Regions from separate parts of the Gossypium hirsutum genome. Here region 1 is linked to region 2. A link is a contact called in public Hi-C data. All regions are on one chromosome and are shown on one strand. The core of a region is the stretch at or near the end of the contact, and the rest is flanking DNA. Distances in the headings are between cores, read along the strand shown.

Region 1 (3,462 bases), core at 856-3,355, 150 kb before region 2:
CTTATATTCATCCATGTCTAGGACATTCTTTCAAAAACAAAATTTTCATAATAATAAATTTAACCCTCAATATTTATATCTTTTATCAATTTAGTCTTTATTTTTAAAAAAATACTAACTAAAATATTAATTTTTAACAGTATTAGTGCAGCAATCAACTATTTATTTTACGTATCATATCAATAAAACATTTAAAAAACCATAAAAATATTAAAAATTAACATAAAGTACACTTAAATTACCATGTTTAAAAATTTATCTTTAAAAATTTCACTTTCATTTAACTCTTTAAAAGCTAAATTTATCATTTTGCATTCTTCAAGTCTTGTTTTACCATTCATGATCCTTGTGTTCCAAGTGCCATACCATGCCCAATAAAATTGTTAGGCCACCAGGAAGCTTCCTTTCTATCTCAAAGTTTTATTAACTCTTGTTTTTTGTGTAGCCTTTTCAATCTATATAGCTTTATAGTTTATACAAAAGTGAGCCAGAAGTTAAAACCCTTTAACATATACATATATGTGTATATATAATGATAGCAATTGAATGGCATTGTAAAAGCAAAGAAAACATATATATGTCAAACACTCAAATAGCTTTGATTATTCAAACACTGTTCACCTCAACTGTGGCATTGTAATGGGAGCTTTCAACACAACTCCAACTTAACCTATACACCCAAAATGCTACAAAGCTTTCACCACTTTAAACTATAATAGTAATATAAATATCAAAAGACTGGCAACAACAACAACAACAAACAACCAGGACAGAGCCATGACGGCCAATAGCTTCGACCAAATGATCTCTACTCGTAGATCCAAGGGTGAAGGCTGCTCTGCCAGTTAACAGGGCATTCAGGGAACCAAAGGGCGATTTCCTTCCTTGCACTCTCGACGGAATCACTCCCATGGATCACATTCCTGCAGAAACCAATCCATTTCAACACATGGAAAAGTGTTAGCTCAAGTGTCAATAACATGCAAGTATCCTAACAATTGAAAGTAAAGAAAGGGAGACACCAAATATACCTCCCAATGTCAATTGCAAAGTCACCACGGATTGTTCCCGGAGCAGATTCAGCTGGGTTTGTGGCTCCGATAATCTTGCGACCTGTGGTAACAACATTCTTACCTTCCCAAATCATAGCAACGACCGGACCGGAGATAATGTACTCTACGAGCCCATTAAAGAAGGGTTTTGCAGACAGGTCAGCATAGTGCTTCTCGGCAAAAGATCGATCCACACTGATGAGCTTCAACCCTAAATTAGGCACATCCAATGTCAGATAAGCTGCATACCACTCAAAACTGTATACCTAAAAGGTACCTAAAATCAATTTCAAAAATCCAAAGAAACCAACACTTGATAATATAAAACACGGGAAAAAGCAGAGGAATTTAGGTAAAAATATCATGGAGGTACGAGACAGATTTCTCTTTTATCTAAGATACAGGAACTAATTTGCTATTTTTTTAAGTAAAGGGGGCAAAATGATAGATCTTACCTTTCAAATTGAAGCCTTTCTTCTCAAATCTGCCGATGATTTCACCAACCTGAAAAGAAATACATGAACCTCAATAAACACCCAAAAAAGATATCATTTTTAACCCAAAATCGAACATGCAAAAGAATCAAAATAAGACTAAGATAATACTTTGTAAGTGAAGCTAAGTTGAAAACTAAAAACAGCATGTTGCTTTTGTTTACTAGATCTACTAAATCTTAACTAAAGCAACTGAAAACCGAAAATCAGTTAATTGTCCTTAAAAGTGAAACACGACCCAAAGGTTGTTTTTTTTAATTTTCTTTTTGGTAGCAGTGAAGTTAGAATCAAAGAATCAAAGGGGGGTGGGGGGGAAGAGAAAGAGTGAAGTAGAAGCAATACCAGGCCTCTTTGGACCCCATCAGGCTTGATCATGATGAATGTTTGCTCCATCTTCTCTTCTTTTCTAGTCTGTCTGCTCTGCTCTGTCTCGGCGCTTGTCCAAATAAGAGAACAAATGTCCTTATATACTATATACAATACACCACTGCCCCAACCCAAACCCTAGTTTCAAGAGGATGTACGTACGGTTCGTCAACCCTTAAATAATCTTGAGTGTAATTATAATTATGATAATTGAATTATAAATACATGAAATTTTTAATTTAATTTAATTTTATATATTCTAAAAAGTAAATACATATAATATTAAATTAATATGATTTTTGTATATACAATATATCAAAATAAAATGGTGATAATTCAATAATATTATTACTGTGTTATAAAAATTGAATTAAACCAAAATTTTATACATAAATTTACAGAGATTCAATATTATACATCGGATCATAATTTATATATATATATTGCTCTTACTTGTATTAAATGGTTTGTGGGTGAAAATTAAAAATTGGCTGTGATAAGCATGATTTTTCTAGGAAAAAAAAGCAAATGTTTTTATTTTAATTTAAAAAAAATAAAAAAAATTTATAAATATTTTATAGTCATATATAACCGTAACAGTTTTATTGTTTGTCCAAATTTTACATATTATAAAGAGATTGTTATACACCTATAACAACATACTATTATAGGGAAATAATCGTTGTAAGCTTATCATAGAATTTATATCGTGAACTTTCATCAAACAAAGAAAGTGAAATTATGTTGAAAAAAAGTGAGAATCAAAGAAAAAAACGTTACAAGACGTATAAAACGTGCATGCATTATTATTTTTATACATTTTTTATTTTACGTTAATTATAAAGTTCCTAAATCTAATAAGTTTAATGAATCAATGAGTTATAAAATTAATTTAATTAATTTATCACGAGTTACTAAATTCAACTAATCAACTTATAAGTTTATAATGTTCCAAATTGATAGTAAAATATTTGATTAGGGAACTTAATAATTTATTGGATTGATATATTTAATTCTATTCATTTAATAAATTTTTTCACATGAAATTTTATCATTTTATTGAAATAATATTTTAATTAAAATAAATTTCATTTAATTTTATCATTTAATAAATGATAAATATAGGCATGCTTACATAAAATCGTTATAATTTTATTTTAAAAAATTAGATCATATGTTATTACAGAAAATTAATTTAATAAATAATATATTTCATAACTATAAATATTATTATTACAAGTGAAAATCTGTTATAATTATTAAAATAAAACATAAAAAAAGTAGATTCTTAAAAAAAAAAAAAACTAAACGATTATAGTGGTTGCTATAATGTAGAAGACTGATTATATTTATATTCTTTGATTTTTTCATCAAGCATATATATATATATATATTACATGACACTCCTCTTTGAAGGTATCGCTTGAAATGATTTATATTGCAAATATGCCAACTTTGAATAAAAATAATGTAATTGAATTAACAAGATTTGCCACTACATAAATATATTTCTTTTTTTATAAGCTAACAGACCCTATTCTATTTTGTAG
Region 2 (3,707 bases), core at 229-2,728:
GAATATAAAGTAGGAGAGAAAGAATGAACAAGCATTTTCAAAACATTGACCGAAAACAAAATAACATATTCTTTGGTTGGTGCATGTACTACATGAATGTTTAGGTGTCCAAAACTTCTTAACTACAAACTTAAAGTACCTCTTTCTCATTCATCACAGAAAAGATTTTCATGTTTACAAACCAAAGAATGCCCAAAAAGAGAGAGACAAGTAGAGAATTGCTAACAGCAAGAGATCACAACAACCTAAAGACACTCACCTCTTCAGGAGGAAGCCTAAACAGTTGGCGGTATTCTTCACTCTTCAAAGTTGTTGGAGACTGAAATTCAGAAGTATAAGATTTAGCCATTATGCTAAAAATTATCGAGGATTTAACTCTTCTTTTTAAATGCATTTGGTTCCTCCTTTTTGGAAAGGCTTATTAGCATAGTAAGTCTCCATGCCTACCTTATGTAATAATTCCAAGTTTAAGTACATTACCCTTTATTCATTGATTAAAACCTCTAATAAACCACCTCTTTTCAAAATATTATTAGATAAAAATATTTAAAAATCATATTTCTCTTTTCCAGAACACCAACCAGACAAAATTCGACATTTATCTTCAATCGAGCTTGTTGCCAAACAGCTACTTGTTCGCTAGTAACCATGAGTTCACTCCCTTATTGGTCTCTCACAAGCATTCAGCCTAAGAAATTTGGCACCGCTTTTAACGAACTAAATGATGATTCTAAAATTCCCATATCATTTAACTTCATAGTACTATTACGGCACTTTTACCAAAAAGGTTGGCACTTCTATCTATAGTCTTCATCAAGATGGTCCTTAGCCACTTAGAACACCGAATGCATTTAAACTTCCAGAGTTTAAATTACGAATTTAACCACGAGAAGAAGAAATCTTCAACAGAAATCTTCAACAGATTTTCAATAATATAAAGATTAATGAAAGTAAATACGCCTAAATAATGGAAATTTGTTTCGAGCTCACGCATAATCATCAATAATTGAGAAAACTAACGTAAAAAAAAATTCTAATCTACTTTCTCGCCTATTTCCCTTTTATAAACGGAACAGAGAAATGAATTAAGTTCTTACGAGAATGATAAAAAGATAAGGAACCTGAATTTCAACATCTCTGTGACTAGTGTTTGCCATGAAATGGAAGGATCGTTGCAACCGGTCGCGTCGTTAGGAGACGAAACGTTCCGCAAAACTAAAGATTCAGAAACGACATCGGAAGCACATTTAGAAAGAGAAGGATCCATGGGCAGCGGAGGCGGCGGCCGCCTCTGCGGATCGATCGTCTGCGGCGGCAGAGGCCGCTGCCATAGCATTGGGGAATGGATATAAACCAATAGAGATGGCGGAGATCTGAGTTTACGTGCTTAATTTTTTGTTCAAAACAATGGAAGCGTAAAGCGAGAGGAGTTCGTTGAGAGATTCTCATCATCCGTCTTGACAGCACAGAGACTGGAAGTGAACGAACGGTGCAGTTTAGCAGTCCGCGCCAAGTCTCACGGTCAATGAGAGACGTTGACTATTTTATACACGTGGCGTGAGCATAAGACGTGAACTCTACCACGTGTCGGGTTCAAAGAAATCCGTCAACTTTTAATATTTTATTTTAATTTTAGGTCAAATTTTGGGGCATTTTACTAAAAAAAACCCATTTTTTTCATTAATTACCGAAATGGGCCAACTACTTAATTATTTACCGGATTGGTCCATTTTCCCCGAAATCGCTGTCACGTTAGCGCGATGTCGGCCGATACGTAGCGCGTTCCGGGGGACACGATTTTGACGTTTTTTTCATGTTAGTTTTTTTTGGCTTTTAGGGTTTAGGGTTTAGGGTTTAGGCTTTTTAAGGTTTTTAGGTCTGGGAAGAAATAATTTTTTTGACCTTTCTGAGCAAATAGTATAAAATCGCTTCTAGCAGGATGCTATTTGAGAAGAAATTTTGAAATCGCGCCCTCGTGGACGCGCTCTTGCTACAGTAGGTCATGGATGAAATAATTTTTTTTTTACGTTTCTGAGCAAATAGTATAAATTCGCTTCTAGCAAGATGCTATTTGAGAAGAATTTGTGAAAATCGCACCCTTGGGGACGCGCTTTTGCTACAGTAGCCTGTTTGGGCTAAGGCTATAAATTAGACAGAAAATATTCTCAGAATGCATAAGTCAGAGCAGAAACAATTTAGAGAGGCTAAGAATGTTAGAGTTTCAAATATGAGTGAACGTATTAGTGCTGTTATTTACTACGATGGTGAGGTTTGCCACACCGAGAATGGTGTTGTTTTTTTGTCGGAGAATACGGTGCGACTGTTTTTAACCAGAACATAGATTTGACAGAACTTCGTAAAAGAATTAGGCGTAAAATTTTCGAAATAACGCCAATGAAAGTTCTGTCTATCACGTATCGATTTTGTTCTTCTGTTGATCCAGTGACATATGACTCATTCGACATAAAATGTGCTCGTAGCTTGGAGGCAATGGTGCAGACTTATCTTGCTAGTGGAGCAGCTTATATTGAGTTATATGTACAATTTACATCGCCAACTGAGGTACTTGCGACCAGTGTTCGAGATGTATACACGACCCCTGGCCGACACTCGGTTAGCGGGTTATAAAATATAGAACAGCTCATGTTCGGTAGCGGTGTCGAATGCACATCCCCCGCAAGACACTCTGTTGGTGGATAGGACATGTACGTTGATGGCTCGACGTCTGATGCTGGAAATACGTACTGGGGAACGGCATCAAGTTCTAGTGGGTGGCAATCTACACTCAATTGGGGACGTTATCAAATGCCCCGAAGAAGGGATGACATACTCCCTACGACGTCAACCGGTGAAGGGACTTCGTACGCTGCAGATGATTGTGGGTTAGAAGATGAGTCCGATGTGGATCCACCTCGAGAGCCCGGGCCAGATGGTGCAGAAGTTGGCTTATTTTCTGAACCGGAGCCTATTCCAACAGAACCTGAAGATGCTGAAAGGAGTTCAGACGAAGAAGAAAATCCACGATTCAGAGTATACTCACATCTGGCCCACATGCATAATGTCGATCTCTTTGCAGATGATGCATTAGAGTTTCCAGATCTACCACACCGGTTGCGTGATCGTACAAGTTCGGGGGGTAGATTCTGCTGAATTTGAAGTTGGTAATCAGTTTATCAACAAGGATAGTTTTATTGGTGCTTTGAAACAACATAGCATCAAAAACGACATTAATTACCACGTCGTTAAATCCAAATCTGATAAGTTTGAGGCGAAGTGTGAGGTGCAAGACGACACATGTTCATGGAAAATCTACGCCTCGTTAAGGAAAAGGACAGGGTTGTGGGAGATAAAAAAGTACAAAGGTCCACATACATGTGCTGCAGGTACAGTATTGACGATATATGAATAATACTTTTATTATGTAATGTTGCATTATTTAATGTACTCTGTTAATAGGTGTTTCACAAGATCATCCCAAGATGGATTCAGCTATGTTAGCTAGCTTGATACTGCCCACGGTAAGAGCAGATCCTAGGACTTTAGTGTCGGTGTTAATTGCCAGTATCCGTAGCCAAATGGGGTACACTTCCTCTTACCGTAAGGCTTGGACAGCTAAGCAAAAGGCGTTGGAGAAGATGCATAGTGGGTGGGACGCCTCGTATAATAAAATATGGCAGTGGTGTCAAGTACTAGAGAGATACGTCCCA

What was found. A called contact is a pair of places that touch in the nucleus more often than the background predicts.
Region 1: a Hi-C map of leaf shows a contact between it and region 2, with 3 times the contacts expected there. The contact joins the promoter of LOC107945569 here to the promoter of LOC107945563 in region 2. A contact is called at or near these places in 7 of 34 Hi-C or Micro-C datasets (callus, hypocotyl, leaf and 1 more).

Annotation. Positions count from the first base shown.
Region 1 is chrD12:38,380,823-38,384,284 of Gossypium_hirsutum_v2.1, reverse strand. LOC107945569 (nucleoside diphosphate kinase B) reads right to left here and starts at 2,105. Exons shown (of 4, transcript XM_016879626.2): 1 at 1,889-2,105; 2 at 1,508-1,556; 3 at 1,032-1,263; 4 at 579-923. The coding sequence starts at 1,939. The coding sequence ends at 809. LOC107945570 reads right to left here and starts at 14. Exons shown (of 5, transcript XM_041106638.1): 1 at 1-14. The coding sequence starts at 11.
Region 2 is chrD12:38,230,345-38,234,051 of Gossypium_hirsutum_v2.1, reverse strand. LOC107945563 (protein VASCULAR ASSOCIATED DEATH 1, chloroplastic) reads right to left here and starts at 1,478. Exons shown (of 18, transcript XM_041106636.1): 1 at 1,122-1,478; 2 at 260-319. The coding sequence starts at 1,157.